Linked DNA regions of Drosophila melanogaster: regions 2, 3 and 4 are each linked to region 1. Evidence: chromatin contacts called from public Hi-C data. All regions are on one chromosome and are shown on one strand. The core of a region is the stretch at or near the end of the contact, and the rest is flanking DNA. Distances in the headings are between cores, read along the strand shown.

Region 1 (4,130 bases), core at 958-3,457:
GAGGGAAATGGGGACTGGTGGGTGGGGCGGCGTCCGTCGGGCGGTTCGTTAGCGGGCCAATTGTTGTCACTACTGCCTCTGTTTTTCTTTCCATTTTTTTTTCTGCCTTTCAATTGTGCGACTTTGTGGCGCTGCCCAACACTTGTATGCTAATGCAACAGCCTTCGCTTTCCCAGCACAGTGGGACCAGAAAAGCAGTTACCCGAACAAAGCATATGATTTAATATAGATGTATAGGTATATTTTTTGATATCCTTTAGGATCTGTGTAGATGTGGTGTAGATCGTCTTAGGCATTCTTACCAACCGGACATCAGCTTCAGCTTTTACCCGTGCGAGTACCAATCCGACCCACTGTACCGCCCCATTGCCTCAATTGCAGTTGCAGTTGATGGCTCTCGAGTGTGCGTGTGCCCATTTGCAGCGGCGTCAGCGTCAGCGGCTTATCTCCTCCAACCTGGCGGCCACTGCGGCACTGCACCACCGTGCAAATGCAACTGCAACTGCGAGTGCAACTGACGAGCCACTGTTAATTTTGCCAAGTTTTTTTTGCTGCCCAGTTTTTGCTGCTGTGCAAGTCTCTCATGCATAAAATTGTACACGACATAATTTTTCATGAAATGGCTGGGATCCTCCCGGTGCGGCGTCGTTGTCGACGTCTTTTTCCGACATCTAACCAAGTCGAGTGGTACCAGTACTACTATATAGCCACCGGCTATATCCACATTCACATCCATCCCGTTGCCGTTGTTTTGGGCAGGTTCGGTGCACTTTTTGCCGGCTGACCGCGCTCACTCGAGTAGAAATTATGTGCAATTTGTCTAGCCAGGGGTCTGGTCTCTAGTCTCTAGACTCTAGACTCCACAACAGTCTGCAGTTCGATTCCGATTTCATTAGACTCCGCCGCCCCGTGTACGGTTGCACATAAAGGAAGTTCGCTGGTATAGTGCAAATTGATAGGGTTTTACTATTGTTTTTGGATTGAATTATTTATTTAAGTTCAAAATGCAATGGTTAACATAACCACCCCACTCTGTTACTTGATACAACTGCTGATATACATATGTATGTAAGAAGATTTATGATTCGATTCCTCTAGTTTCTCCAAGTGCATTGCTGCTTCTTAATGATCGGTGGGCAGTATGCGCATCACGTGCTTCCTATTAGATCGCGGGTATTATCATTAGGTTCGGTGTGGTGTGCTTCGGTTCGGTTCGGTTCCGTTCGGGCCGACTTTCGACCAGGCCAAAAGCAATTACACCGAAAGGGGGAATTCTTTTGCCATCGAATCGGATCGCATCTACCGTACGATCGCTGACCATGCAGCCGGCTGGAAATGGAAATGGGTATGCGAATGGGAAGGAAAACGGTAATGCCAGTGCCAGTACCAGTGCCTCTGCCAGTCCCTCCACGTCATAGGTGTGCTCCTCAAGTGGTGGTATATCGCGGCCCTGCTGATAAGTTGTATTAATTATTTTTATGGTCTTGACGTTGCTCCGTTGGTGTTGTAAATAGTACAAACAGTCGGTCGAAAGTCCAAGAAGCTTTCGATTGGGAAATCTTGCTTGGTTTTCCCTTTGTTTTTTTTTTTTTTTCAATTTTCTTTCAGCGGATAGAAGAGGAACAGAACTCAATTTCCGCCTGAGGCCGACTCTTTTCCACCCGGTAAGTGCCAGTGCCATGTGATTCAAACTTGAGTATTTTCGTACCCTTGGCGTATGTTTGTGGCTACAGGGCTATGGCATCACATGTCATTTATAGTTGGGCCTACCGTCGTTGGCCTGTTGATAAGCCGTAGATTGAGCGCGTGCTTTGTGACTGGGCTGCTTGGGTCTGGTTGCTCCGGGCCTTATTCCGCGTCTACCGAGGGGTCCACACAGGTGTGTGTACACTTTCGAAATTCCAGAAATTCTTGCGTCAAGTAGCCGCCCCGAAAACCTTATCACTCAGACGATCGTCCATCCACTGATTCCTGAGTTGCTCCACTGGAGGGCCGCGAAAGCGACGAAAGCTTGTCAATGGATGGCATTGATACGGGGACAGTTGGCTGGATTGATTGGTTTGATTGTGGGCCATCGTAAATACACCTGGCGCCCGGTGTATTTCAGGGAAATTGCTAATCAGAAAGGTGCACAGGCTTAACCGAATAGAATTTTATATTATTAGATTAAATCAAGTAAATTTAAAGATCTCTTCAAGAAGAAAATCCATTCGAGTTCCATTCCCATAAAGATCTATATCTAGATTTAGTTCTAAACAGAAATTACTTCTAGCTACTGAAAACCACGATCAATCGGGCCTAATTTATTTCCGTTTTCGTGATATTTTCGAGCCAGTTGGGGATTGTCCCATTTGGCATTTGATATGCATGCAGCCGACCGATACAACACTCCTCCGCTTTTGGATCCAGTAGATCCCCCCAGCGATCTGCGGCCATAAATAACCAGTAAAGCCTATGGAATTTCCTATAAATAAGTTCATGACGAATGTAACAAAAATTCCCCGAGCAACCTTAGCCCCGCGCCCTTCTTTACAAATGTGTGTGTGTGTTGTAAATGACCTCGTTCACATAAAGTTCAGAAATTCCATTTACAAACTTGTAATTGAAAAAATCCACACACACACGAGCGAGATTGTCTAGAGACAAAGTCAAACACGTTGGAATTTTTGTTTTTTACCGTTCAATGACGAATTTTACAGAGTGTGTGTGTGTGTGTGTGTGTGCGTTGTTTACGAAAAACAAAAAACAGAACGCCACCAGCTACAAACACACAAAGAAAAACAAAATAAAAAATAAAAAAAAACGAAAATTCCAAAAAGACACTTACGAAAGCCCCGCAACATTTTTTATTGTTCCGTAGATTACAACACATAGGAAAACGCGAGAAGAGCTGAAAAATTTTCGTTGTCGAGGAGGAGAGTGCGCTTCACACCGATATATCAGTATACTGATGTGACAAAATGCAAAAGTAGCACAGATACAAATGCAGATAGGGATACTCTTCTCGCAGTCTTCGAAAAAGAAGGCGTCTGGAAGGGGATCGACTGGAAGGGGCAGTGTCGGTTTGTTTGTGGAATGCCGTTTTGTAAGTTTCTTATGCATGCGACTTCAAACATAGTTCGGCATCGAAACTTTCTAGCACACCGACACACATACGAACGCGATCCAGCCGACACACACACACACACGCACGCAGCCACACACTTAAGCGACTTTCGAAAGGTACAACTTTTTACGAAGTCGCTGCCTCGGCCGCTGTGCAGCCGACGCCACTGCCGCTGCCGCTGTCGCTGCCTCTGTCGACTTCGAATTCCAACGCCAAGATGAAAGATCGGCGCAAAAGAAAAGAAATATTCATTCAGTAAAATTTCATAGCTGCAGCCGCATGGTTGTGCCGCTCTCGCCTGCTCTTGCTTTTCGCGCAACAAACCGAAACGAGAAACACATAAATATAAAAGTGTGAACATTGGCGTACATATAAAAACTTAAAACTTAACTTAACTTGAGCAACATGAAACAAATAAACACGGGAAAGCGGTTCCAGCGAAGAGGTTCCAAGGAGAGCAGACACAACCGCATTCCAGAAAGTTTAAATAACGCTGGAAGGAGGGGGAAAGTGGAAAACTAAACTCGAACTCGAACTCAGTGTGCCAGTGTATGTGTGTGGAATGCAGAAGAGGAAGAAGCAGCAGCAGCAGAATAAGCAGCGAATAGAAAATATGTCTTCAAACTGGTTTTTCGGTTTTTAGACTGTCGTCGTCGGCCAATCGGGTTCCATTGACATCCGAACGAAAAAAATAATGCCTAACCTTCGATGGGAACACTCGTAAGTCGGAATTCACACACAGCATGCACACACAACGCCGTTTATTGGCTGAAATTGGATGCTGTGTGTATGTGCGGTTATTTAGAAATTCAAATTGAAATTTTTCAAGCGTGAGTCATGCGACTGAGCGTGGGTTTTTGAGACCCGTTTCATTCTTCCCGACTCGACGATCCTAACCTTCACTGAGAACAGGAGTTAGCCGCCAGAACGTGAATGGGAACAGAATCGGGAACGGGAACAGTCATAAAAGTTGCATCACTCAGCACAAAAAGACGAAGAGGCGGGCAGACGGAGACACAAACAA
Region 2 (4,221 bases), core at 124-2,623, 3.5 Mb after region 1:
ACTGTGTTTTAAAAATGCGCTAGTACAGATAATACCGATAAACAAGGCCTTTTGCCAAATGGCTGACTCAAGAGAATGAAATCCGGGTGGAAATACTTTTAGATAAGCAAAGCTAAAGCAAAACAAAATATTTCAGTTTGTCAACAACTTGGTAAAGTGCTCCTCAAGGGTATACAAAACTTCGGATATGAAAAATCTCGATTATTTGTTTCGTTTTTTGTTTGGGCAATGCTGTAACTGTAGTTGTCTTGTTGTGGATTTCGTCGGACTGCACTTAATCCCCTGTGCCGGCGACATATACAATTTCACTTGGGGCTGCCCAGGGGCGGTTGGAATTGCGTAACCCCGACTTGACGAGGGCCAAATGGCCGAAGGGTACGGGTAACCCATCCCCAACCCCATCCCACCCACAAAAGCCCGATGCATTTGTATGAGTGCATTTGAGGCAAAGTGCTGCTAATGGACGGAACTAATGTCAATTTACATTGCGGAAGCTACCATGCTGCAATAGTTGGGTTGAGATCATCCAAAGGGTCTTCCTTCTACAGTGGATACTCCACAAGTAGCACCTATGTATTCAGACTTGCTTTTATTGCAGCACAATTAATTAGGATTATATTAGCTCATCTTTATAATGTATACTGTTCGAACTTGGGATATTATTCATATCGAAATTTCCAGAGCTTTACTAACTACTACTAATTGTTTGATTTATGGATAACCAACTGTTTTCTCGATCTTCGATTTGAATCACCCGCACTGACAATGCCTCAAAATCACCTAAATCATCTTCAAGCTTTCGAATTACGCATGCATTACACATGTGTGTACATGCATGTATATATTCCTATATACATATGTATGTACATAAATACTTGTTCGACTTATCAGCGAAATGAGGTCATTCCTTGTTAGACGCTGGCAATTTCAAGACCATTTTTGGCTAATTTTTGGCATTTGGCGCGCGAAGATAAAATCTTGACAACGCAGCGCCAAATAAAGTCAATGCAGCTCTAAACTCACGCACACACCCGTGCAAAAGTTGATTTTTTTTTGGGCAATTTGTTTATTGTGTTGTTTTGTTTGGCGCTCTTCGGTTTTTGGGTGGGGGGTGCGGTTGTTGTTGCTATTTGGTACTTACTTTGCGCTGGGCCTCGGCGGCAAAACCAGACTTCGCTGCACGGTTGGACGCCATAGTTATTTGATGAAGAAACGGGTTTGCAGGGAGCTAAAATGTAGGTTGGTCTTGGGCTGAACTGCACCACTGTCCACTGGAATGTGTTTGCCGCGGAATAAATCGGAGGGAGCGCAAGGGTTAAGGCCAAGTTGGTTGGGCTACGTCCGTTCGCAACGAAAACTTACTACGTTATGAAAGGCGGTCCGAGCTGCGAAACAGAGGAAAGCTCGCCAACAGTTTAGTGTTGTAAAGCACACTCAGTCTTGTACCTAGTAGGTTGGGTACAACATAAAAGCTCCAAGCTGCGCTTATCAGCGGCAGCTGATTTGTTATGATGGCATTGATGATGTCATACCGCTTTGTTAACGGCAGTTGTTTTTCAAATAATAAAACATGGAACTATCGAGCACTGGAAACAATTTTACACTATATAAGTATAAATTTAAAATTTCTGGTTCATTTGCCTTCTAAACCAGTAACTTTTGTTTTCAATAGGTTTTGAAAAGATAATGAATCTGAATCAGTATGATTTCCATGATCCACCTGTTGCTTTACTTTTAATAGAAGTCAACCACTATTAGTGCTACTTTTTGCGGTTGTGTACAAACTATCCGATAAGATTCGCCAGAGTAAAGTTCCATTGAAAACTTCCTATGTTCCCCCTTATCGAGAGGTTCTTGCAGCAGCATTCCATTCAGATGACCATGACATTTTTGGGGGACTTTCTGGAAACCAAGAAGTAGCGAATCGCATTTGGATGATTGCCTTGAGAATTAGTTACAGTTTATTCACATAAATATATATTTTGTTTAATCGTATAAATTATGCAATTGTGGATTTACGATAAGAAGCGAATTTCTTTAGTGTTTCAGTGTGGTTCTAAATAAATAGGGGAATTGCTTGTATAATTTGTTGTTCTATTTGTCGTGTTTGTTTTTTTTTTTTTATGTGTGGGTTGTGATATATTTAATATTAGAAATACATAATTCAGCTTGATCTTCAAAGGTTTGTTATGTTGGTAGCATACACATTTAACTTATGTGGGCTTGTCTTTTGTTTTGATTATATCGCCATTTGGTTTATAACATAGGAAAGCAGTAATTAACTAGAAGTTAGGGCTTATTAGTTGCATACACATATTGCCATTATAATATATTATTCTATTAACGGTTTTCGCATGCGAATAATATGCCTGCTATATCTGTTTTTATAACCGATCTGCATACATCGATCATGCATCCTACTAATTGTTAAGGCCCTTTCGCTCAGATACAAGTGGGTAGTGTGTGATTTTCGTATTATATATAAATCGATTCATTTTTTACAATCTGTTATGCATGCTTCGAGGGGGACGACTCTTTAAAAAATAATCATCATAATTTATTTTTGCACATGGATAAATACAAATTACAAATATAAATGTGTATATGTATATATAAAAAATCATTTACCAAAAAATATATACGTAGACGCAAAAGAGACGCAATAATATACAGAGAACATTCCTATAATAAAGGGTGACATAAGCATAATCAGATTTGGGACTCCTACTACAAATAGTACAACATGGTAGAACTACCAGTTCCACTAGACCTAGGCATGTGTATATCAAGCACTGACATCTGTGATTACAGTGGGTGTATATATCCGCGTGTAATTGTTTTATTGTTTACAGGCTACCTATGTATCTGCTCGACTAGCTGCGAACAGTATCAGCAAATAATTTCAATTGAATTTCCTTATTTCCTCCTCTTTCCTATGTTTTTTTTTTTTCGTTTGTTTCGTTTTGTTTAAATAAATAATACCTCACGATTCGTTGGCTCAACGTATTAAACTTAACTTACAGAACAACTGTGCAAAGTTGGGCAAAAAATAAAGAGGGGGTTCGAATATGCCCTCCTAGCAGTGAGGCGCTGTAAATGTGGATGGGTTAATGGTATGTGGATACCGCGTCTTCGTATTCTTTTATTGCTTGCTCGGGACCCGTCCACACACAATTCGATCTGGGTGCCCCGTAGAATCTCGCGTTGTTGTTTATACTAGGGGTTTGTTGTCTACTAATTTTATATAATTTTCAATTATATACGCTGCTTCGGCGTCGGCCCAGGCGATTATCCTGCTCTCTGGCTCAAGTTATACTCAATGTAAGCATGCACTTTCAACTTTTGAAGCGAGTTTGTAATTATATTAGATCGAAACGCAACGATTCGAATCGAAAATTGCATCAAATGTTCTTTTTTTTAGCTTAGTTGTAGTACTTCACAAACAGATTTCTTTGATATTAAATTGCTTCGCAAACGATCCCCGATCTCTGAGGAGGATGTCCCCACCATATCTCACGCTTTCTCTTTTAGGGTTTGTCTTAGTTCTTAACTAATTTTTATCTGCAGCTGCTCGGGATCGGTCTTATCGTTACTCCCGCTCTGATTCTGATTCAGATCTATCTATATAATGTGTACGTTTAAATATATAGGTTTTTTTAAGCTTTTACGTTTTCCTGTTTTTAGTAACCATAATTTGTCGCACTGTCCACTCGCATTCCTATATAGATCTCATCCTATAAATAAATACTCCGACTCCACACACATTTAGCTATATCAAGATTTAGGTTTAGAAAACAATCAGTTTGGTTTCCTCATCCAATTCACAGCAGCGATATATCTGTCGTTGGTAGAAACAGGATTATATTAAAGGACTATTATGAGCAATAAATGAAATCAATGGTACCTTTATTTTCGTGACTATCAGCAGTGACTAGCGTGGTGGTTGCCGCTGTGCTCGTCAGCAAGCTGTTGTTATTGTTCAGGTGTAGATCTTGTGACTCGATGCTCAGGTCAATCAGCTGGGTGGCGACCGGAGCGACTACGTCCTGCAGCAGATTGATGTCACTACAATTTGTTGAACGTTAATAATAATTGAGAGAATATCACTTCCCTCCACTCACTTCTTGTTGTTGACATTCTCGATGTGTCCATTGCCGTTGGCCACCGCCGGCACAGTATTGGTGCTCTCAAAGTCCACCAGCAACTTGCCGTTGCTCACCT
Region 3 (4,328 bases), core at 268-2,767, 3.9 Mb after region 1:
TGACCATTAGACCTGCGGCAAACCCCGTATGGGTCACAAATCGGTTCCAGGAATCAGACATTGAGTACTGTGACACATATGACATGCAACAGTCAATGTTGCTGGAATGTCCAGTTTCATCTTGTACAAATAAAAAAATATAATACATTTCTCGATTTACTTATAACTATCGAGCTTACCCACGCATCGTCGGCATCGAAACACCGGATACAGGCGCCAGGATCTACTTTCTTCGGCCAGCTTGGGATCATATACATTATTGACAACCATCACAAAAAATAAAGACGTGAGTGACTGCCCTTTGGAGTATTTTCCTGATATGAGAAAGTAGATAACATAATGACGCTTATTTGGAATATATTATTAATTTTACTATAACTATAACTCACTATAACTCCAGATCGCATGAAACATGTTAGAATCGAAATTCAGCAGAGACAGCTTTGCCTTCAATATGTTTTCTTGACCCGACGATATTCTGCAAACCTTGAGCTTTATAATTTGCAATTTTTTCGGATGAATCCTACTTACAGATCCCAGGTTATATCGTTGCCATGGCCCAGGATGTCGGCAAACTTTTGCTGCACTTCTCTGACTGTGGGAACTAAGTTTCCGTCCCCTTTTGGAGCACTCATTTTTGCAAACTTTTATTCCTGCTTATTTCTAGAACTTCTTCTGTTGCACGTAGAAGATGGAAGTTGCAACAAAAGGCGGCTATCGATAGTCAGTGCTGACGAACTGTCACTATCTAAGTAATATGATGTATTTACCAGTCATATTAGGGATATTTGTAATTTAAATAAACATTAAATAAAACACTTATCAAAATGTATATCTCTTAATGTTTATGATCACCCCAATATTGTTTACATTCGACTGTTTGTAAATAATTAGGTTTCATAAAAGGCATTATTACTCAACGAATTAAATATTATTCTAATTTTTGTTATTAAGTAATTAAGTAATTACAAAATTTAGTTGGCTGATAACGATATTAGTGCAATTTAAAAAGTTAAAATCTTAATGTTAAGTTAAAATAGGTTTCCTATCGGTTGAATCAATTATCATTGCGTTTCTTCGTAATTTACAACTTACGAATGGCGACTGAGCCGATGCACTTTAATCGATAGCAATTTTGGCAGATGGATCTTGAAAATCTAGGCAAGCTAGATGAGAAAGCGATAGAAATGGTCACCCCAAATTTTAAACGCGTGTCGATGCTTGAGTTCCATCCCTATCTCCCGCTTTCAGTTAACATTCCAGTGGTGTATATAAAATCTTATGCCTGGGGTTTTTGAAATTTATACTTAAATAATATATATTAATACTGAACATGTTAATATTTTTAAATGTGTTTTGATACAAATATTGTTAAAAACTAGATTTCTTTAACTCTGAATATTCAAAAAGTTTTATGAAGCCAACTCCCCTTAACAGCCCTTCTTTACAACTAACAACAACGCCTCTGTTAAATATAACAGTGAATTTCGCCGCTTTAACAGCAACTGAGAGCGGCTAACAGTGCGAGAGAAATTCGAACGGGGCAGCAACAAAAAAGAAGAAAAAGACTGGTAATAACGCTACGCTTCTCAGTTACTCAGTTCCGAACGGGCAAAAAACAATTTAGCGCCCTCTGAAACGCTCTGTGTTTTATTTTCCACTTAAAATATTAAAAAAGTGCATAAAAATTGCACACGTCGCTGATAACTCGCTCGGTATACTTATTCTCTAAAATACTGTCTTTCAAATCAGTTGGAAAATATGACATGATAATAAGTGAACAATAGCCGCGCCGAGAATTTTTCGACGAGTGACGGCGGTTATTCCGTTTTTTATTCAGTTTTTCTTAAAAAACCCAAGCGCATAAACAATTAAAGTCGGACAACACCATCGTTAAATGAATTAAAAGTGAATAAAAGCGCTGTCAACGCCTTTTTGGGCAGCGAAAAAAGGAAAGAGAAATCCAGGCCCAGCATCCTTCAGCCTGCTTCTTCTTCTTCCTCTTCATCTCCTTTTGCATTTCTTTTCGCCGCGTCTGTATAGGTGTTCGTGTTGGTGTGGTTGTGTGCAAGCTTGAAAATTGTGTTAAGTTAAGTAAATTTATTCCAGCTGCCAACAACAAATTGATGCCAAAAATCTATACAAATTAAGTGCTGCGTGCGCGTGTGTGTTGAATTAGCACTCCCAATTGGTGTCTCTTTCGCTCTAACTCTGTTTTTGAACTGTTACCCAAAGCGATGGGTGTGTGTAAGTGTGCGTGAGTGCTTCACATGGAAATTAATTAAAAACGCACATTTGTTGCCATTTCCCTCGCTCTCCCGCAAGGATTCGACTGACTGGCTAATGAGGAAGCAGCCAGGCGAACAACCAGCAGGTGACTATTAATACATAAAAAAAAGCATAAAATGTATGAAATTAATTATGCGAGTGCTTGGATACTATCTCTCCAGATTTCGAGGGGTTTTGTCTTTTACTTTTGCTTATCAGCATCCATTGAACAGTATCCTATTGTTGTCATTGTTGCTGCGGGGAGGGACACTTGCTCTCTCGCTCACTCTCTTTCATGTGTGGGTAGCGTTTTTTTTTTTTGTTTTTTATATACGCATCTATCTCTTCTTTCGCTCTTTTCTTCGCCTTTAAGAGGCGTTGTTGTTGTGTGCTCTTCTTTTGTGCTTTTTTCCAACATGAATTTTCTTCGCTTTTTGTTAGCACGTCGCTGTCGCTGAGGACTGACCTTGAACAAGTTCAGGCACAGTGGCACGCATGCCTGTTTGTTGTCCTCCGTTTTGGCTCGTCTGCTCCTTTTCGCCTTTTTCAACTCGTTGTCCTTGGCCTGTCCCACTGTGCCGCCTCGCTCCGTCTCCCTCTTCCTATCTTTCTGTGCGCCTCGCTCCCGTCTGAATGTTTGCCCAAGACTGCGAGAGTGTTTACCTCATCACTTAGGTACAGTGGAAATCTCACTAGTTCCGATACACCGCTTATCAATAAAAAATAACCCATTTCTATATCAATTTTTCCTGATATCAATCAAGTCATATGTATTCAACTTATTACATATTCAATAGATTTGTTATCTGAAGAAGAAGTCGCTAAGAAGACCGTGTTCGAGTCCCACTAAGATAGCACCATATCTCTAAGGGCGATATTTTGGATCTAAATCGATTTTTGTGTGATTTTCGCTAATAGACATTTAACACGTGTACTTTAAATTAATGTTTAATTTATTGAGCACTATGGCTTATAAGGAATTACAATCATTCCGTTCAGTTTAAAGTTCATTGTTTGCATTGGCGCTTCAAATTTTCAATCACATGCTCGTTGGCGAAGCTCTGATTTTTAATTGCGCCAGCTTCCGCGAGAAGCTCTCGCTCTCTCTTTTTCCCACATTCATCTCCCCTCGATCGGCCGTCTCTGTCGAATGGGCTTTAACGCTTTTTTCAGTGGCGCAAAATAACGTTGTATACGCTTTGCTTGACTGTTTGTTTGCCTATCAGCTGCTGTCACCGCTTTTCACCCGTTTGCGCCTTCTGGCCCACTGATAACCGGCGGTGCGAGGCGTTAGACGTCGGCGGTGTTACTTTTATTGGTCCGTACAGTGACCCCGAGATTCTCCGCCGACGTAACGTCACGTCAACGTTTTCAGCTTTTTGCTTTCTCTTTTACTCCCCCTTGCCGCGCCGAAATTTTCGACACGTACGAACTGCTATTCATTATTAATACCCGAATTTCGAGCGATTTGCGATCCTAAACAGTACGTTTATGAAATAACATCCTTATGTCTCACAACTTAATCTTTCAACTGTTTTCTACTTCCTTTTGGGTTTCTCCACTCGACTTATTCATGCTTTTCTAAGATATGCGAAAAGTAATCTGCATGTAGCAAGTTTCACAGAATTTTGTGTATAAGCACACCAATCTTAATAATTTTAAGAAAATTGTATTTTGGTCTTTATCAATGTGCTAGTATCAGCTAGAATATAATACTCTAATACTCGAACATAATAATTCATTCCGTTTCATCATGTGATCCCCTCATGTGAGACTTTCAAATTCAATGCTTCAAATAAATATAATGTTTATCAGATAATTGTTTTTTTTTTTTGAAACCAGCGGAACATCGAGAGAATAACACTTATTTCCATTGTGAATTTGTTTAGATAAGGCATACCAAAATACTTTAAAAGTTTATGTTCGTATAATGCAAATTGTTCTTTTATTTTAAACAAATACATACACGTGCCTCTCTTCTCACACACGCATTTGCTGATGTGGATACATTCTATAAATATTGCAAGTATTTGGAATTTCTTGATTGCGCGCGTAAATGG
Region 4 (3,949 bases), core at 1,070-3,569, 3.6 Mb after region 1:
TGCACTTGTAGTTGCCCATATCCTCCCACTTGATCTCGGAGATCAGAAGATCGCCGTTGGCCAGCACCCTGTGGCGATGTCCTTGGACGATCTCCTTGTTCTCGTTATTCAACCAGGTGATCTCGGCGCGGGGACGGGCGTGCACGCGGCAGGGCAGCTGAATGTTGGAGCCCATGAGGTCCAGATGCGTCTTCTCGGTGTAGATGATTCGCGGTTTCTGGGCACCCGGGTAGGTCTTCTCCGGCGTCAGACGAGAGGAGCGAGGAGGATGCACCACAGTGCTGGCATAGATGGTCTTGGAGCCAGTGCGTCCCACACACGTGTAGGTGCGGGCCTCGCTCAGCACGTGGTCGATGATATGCGACGATCGGACGCGCACAATGGCACTGGGCGCCTCTTCGGCAACCTGGTTGGAGTCCAGATCATCGAGCTCCGAGCGGGGCAGGTGACCCACCACCCACTGGATGCTGGGCACTTGGGAGCCCATCATCTCGCAAACGATCTCGATGGTGGCTCCATCGGCCTGCTGCAGCTTCGTCGGCGGCGTCTTGGTGAACTTGAGCCAGTCGGCTTCGAAGGCTCGGTTGCGTGGCTTCTCCTCCTCCGCCTCGATGGAGTTATCCACGTCGTTGCTATCGTCTACCAGGTCCACGGCTCTTCCGCGGACAGTGGCGATGCTGCCGAACAGCAGCAGCGCTAAGGCGCACACATGTAAATTCATTTTCTGCAAGATCGATAGAGAGAGTGGAAATCGGAAGTGAGTTCAAAGTTCAACAGCGGCACTCGTACGACTCTAATATAGGTTATTAAACCCCAGAGCAACGTGATGCGATTAGCCCGACTTTTCAGCCAGTCATGCATCCCCCCACCACCCCACCACCCCACTTCCCCCACTCATCACCGCCTCCATTAATCAGGGGAGGTCTCCGAGTCTATTTCCCCGATAAGAACGCAAGGCCTTCAGTCGGCGGGCTCTAGAACATTACTAACACTTGCGAAATGTGCTAATGGCTCTCGGAGTCCGGAATTTAGATTCGGAATCCTTTTCCGGCCCCTAAGAGATGTGCTCGGTCCAAACGTAGATGAATGTATTTCACAATGACACGTCACCAGACAACAAGAATTGACAAAAGAAAATGATATAAGATTCTTGCGTGGGCCGAATCAGAGGCAGAAATCGAAAACGGAAAACGGAATGACTCGCGGAGTGTGACGTCAATTTAAATTCGAATTCTACAGCCCGATTCGGATTCACACACTCACCCACGCTTCAGCCGCAGATCAAGGGCCAATGTGTCCCCATAGTCTAGACTGGACAAACTGCGTGACCGATTAATTATTCAAATAGTTTCGAGGGTATTATGTATGTACATACGCTTGTATGTATGAATTAGTAGTAGCCCCACAAAAAGTCATTCGCCAATCGCTGGCGAATGTTGCATCAGACGGTCTTTGCCCTTCGACGGTGATTTTTGTATCTTTGGGCATTTCTACGAATTCGAATTTTGAAAAAAAAAAAACAAACGAAAAACGGAACACGAAACTGCGTTCGGCGGCAATCACCTATCTATTGTTAACGCACATTACTCACCCTTTGATTTGATTTCTTTTTTCTCTTCCGGTAAAAAATGTTTGCAAATTTCTCCCCAACGTTGGACGATGATAGATCAGGTAAAGCAGAAGCAGGTCGGCTTATCGTTATGTTATGAACGAATTTATCAGCTCTATGTTGTGATGGCTCCTGGTCTGGGCTTTCTGGTTGAAGTTGAGCAGCAGCTGGCTTAGCACTGACATAGGTCCGGCGCTGGATGCCGTCTTGGAGGTCGTGCAGCTCAGTGTTGGTGGAATCTTGGCTGCTTGCCGGTCTGTCTTGGGCGACGAGGATGGATCGTATTGAAACGTCTGGGTGCTGTGCTCGGGAGTGGCGCTTCAGGATCGGGATAAGGATCGAGTAATTGGGTAGCGGAAGCGTGTTAATCTCAGGCGGCGTAGCGAATATCTAGCTGACTACTTTGGCACATTCGATCCTCGTGGCGGTATCAGTGCTCCTTCGATGTGGACGTGGACTTGGTCTGGTACTTCTTGATGGTTGTCTGGTTGGCGCGGCACTCGTTTGAATACGCACGGTTCATCGACATTACACTCGAGTCAAGGTGTGTTGGTTTTTGGTTTTTGGGGGGGATTGCTGCTGCGAATGCGGTTCACGGCGAATTGAAAAGCGAGGATCGCGGATCGGCTTAGTTAACTTCGGATCAGTTGGCTTCGGCGGCTCTCAAAAGTCGTGTTCAACAGCTGGAAACTGTAACAGAACTGAATTGGTGGCCGCAGCGCTGTTCCATTTATATGCGACGCCGGCTCACTCACACACACACACAGACAACAGACACACACACACACACTCTCACTCACTCGCCGCTCTCTCTCTGCTCGTTCTCGGATCGTAATTCTTTATGCGACCGCCGCACCGGGAAGGTGCGGAACAAAACAGATATAACCGGACGGGGGGTTCGATTATCCGCCTCGGGATCTGTCTTTCCACCGCCTAATTGCGTCCGCAGTCCAGAGTTGGTGGTTTGGAAACTGAGGTGTCTCACAAGGATAGCTCAATGACTTTCCAGCCCATATACCATTTCATTTCGATCTTGACAATTAACATTGTCATCTTATGCAAGTTGTTGAGAACATACAACAGTGTTCGAGATCCTATGACTTTCTATCACATGTAAGTAAAATTAATTAACCCTACATATAAAGGTGCTTCACACTACTCTGTTAATATTCATGAATCATTTCGACGAAGTGCAAAGTATCAACCGTATATTATTCGTTTAGCTTACTGAATTAGCACTGTAGTTGTCAAAACCATTAATTAAAACTCCATGGTTTCGAATTCATTCGAACGAATTAATTTTGTAATCCATAACCAATCTCCCAATTAATAACCACCCATGGGAATCAGAACTTAAAGCCCGTTGACGGTGCGAGCAGCATTCAAATGTCTGGCCAAGAACAGACCACTTCTTTTTTTTTTTTCTTGGCCCAGTCTCCAGAGTGGTTGCTTAGCTTGGGGATCGGATTGGCGCAGGAGGAGGTGCAGTGGCACTGACATGGTGCAAGGTTCCATTAGCCGAGACCGTGTCTGAGTTCGAATCCGATTCCGAGTCCAAGTCACTGGCTTGTCCGTCCATCTGTCCAATCTGTCCGTGCGATCGCCTCATTGCAATCAAGTGTGAGTGCCAGTTTGTCTGCGGCGTTCGTTGGCTGAATGAGGAGCGCTGGAGGGGGAGCGGTAGGCGGATGGGGAGGTACGATACCACAAGGTACACTGAGAGAAAGGATTCGGAACTCAAGCATTGAAATGAAATCATATGTATATTTAACCATATCTTTAATCTCAGTTTACTTAAATGTTCCACTTCTTTAAAAAATTTCTTTTAAAGATATCCACGGGAACCACCGTTTTTTCCAAGTGCATTGCTGATTGGCTGCTCGTAAATGTAAGTGAACATCGGTGGCCAGGGGTGCGGTGGTCGGGGTGGACGGGGTCCAAACTAGTCTGAGCTGCCGTTGCCGGCCGGGAGCTTGGAGCTCTGAGCTGGAAACTGGGACCGCGGGCTGGGGACCGGAGGTGCAGTTAAAATGGCAGACAGACTGGCAGCCACATCGCGTGTTCGCTTTCCGCTGTTGCCGGGCGGCAGCCGCTTGTGGTCAGGATGATGAGGGGTGGGTAGGGGCATTGGGGAGGGGGGTGGCTGATACTGAGGCACCGCGACTAGTTTCTTTCTTCGCTTTATCGACAAGCCACATCGACAACTAGATTCAATTCTACGAGTAATTTATTTATTGCACGTTACACAAATCGTCCGACCGCAGACGGGTCTCTCACCGCCCCACTGAAACCCCCTCTCCACGACCATGTGTCAGCCCCCTTGCCGCCACAGCTATCCAA

What was found. Hi-C and Micro-C count contacts between places; a contact is called where the count stands out from the background.
Region 2: a contact with region 1 is called in a Hi-C map of the Kc167 cell line, with 2.9 times the contacts expected there. A contact is called at or near these places in 4 of 107 Hi-C or Micro-C datasets (the Kc167 cell line and the S2 cell line).
Region 3: a contact with region 1 is called in a Hi-C map of the Kc167 cell line, with 2.3 times the contacts expected there. A contact is called at or near these places in 3 of 107 Hi-C or Micro-C datasets (the Kc167 cell line and the S2 cell line).
Region 4: a contact with region 1 is called in a Hi-C map of the Kc167 cell line, with 2.4 times the contacts expected there. A contact is called at or near these places in 3 of 107 Hi-C or Micro-C datasets (the Kc167 cell line, the ML-DmBG3-c2 cell line and the S2 cell line).

What each region holds. Positions count from the first base shown.
Region 1 is chr3L:636,361-640,490 of dm6, forward strand. lncRNA:CR43423 (long non-coding RNA:CR43423) reads right to left here and starts at 2,208. Exons shown (of 2, transcript NR_048210.1): 1 at 1,771-2,208; 2 at 1,126-1,453. It overlaps lncRNA:CR43334 (long non-coding RNA:CR43334), which reads left to right. Exons shown (of 1, transcript NR_048209.1): 1 at 1-4,130.
Region 2 is chr3L:4,121,015-4,125,235 of dm6, forward strand. Chd64 (Chd64,) reads right to left here and starts at 1,374. Exons shown (of 3, transcript NM_139603.3): 1 at 1,142-1,374. The coding sequence starts at 1,195. It overlaps ens (ensconsin), which reads right to left. Exons shown (of 13, transcript NM_001300004.1): 11 at 4,122-4,221; 12 at 3,905-4,065; 13 at 1,893-3,838. The coding sequence ends at 3,822.
Region 3 is chr3L:4,540,534-4,544,861 of dm6, forward strand. It overlaps CG11357, which reads left to right and starts at 1,518. Exons shown (of 4, transcript NM_001259697.2): 1 at 1,518-1,571; 2 at 2,110-2,374. CG32243 reads right to left here and starts at 711. Exons shown (of 6, transcript NM_168094.3): 1 at 532-711; 2 at 390-478; 3 at 180-314; 4 at 1-120. The coding sequence starts at 635.
Region 4 is chr3L:4,224,983-4,228,931 of dm6, forward strand. CG46460 reads right to left here and starts at 2,320. Exons shown (of 3, transcript NM_001382165.1): 1 at 1,592-2,320; 2 at 1-724. The coding sequence starts at 1,794. The coding sequence ends at 1,699. It overlaps ImpL2 (Ecdysone-inducible gene L2), which reads right to left. Exons shown (of 3, transcript NM_079197.5): 2 at 1-724.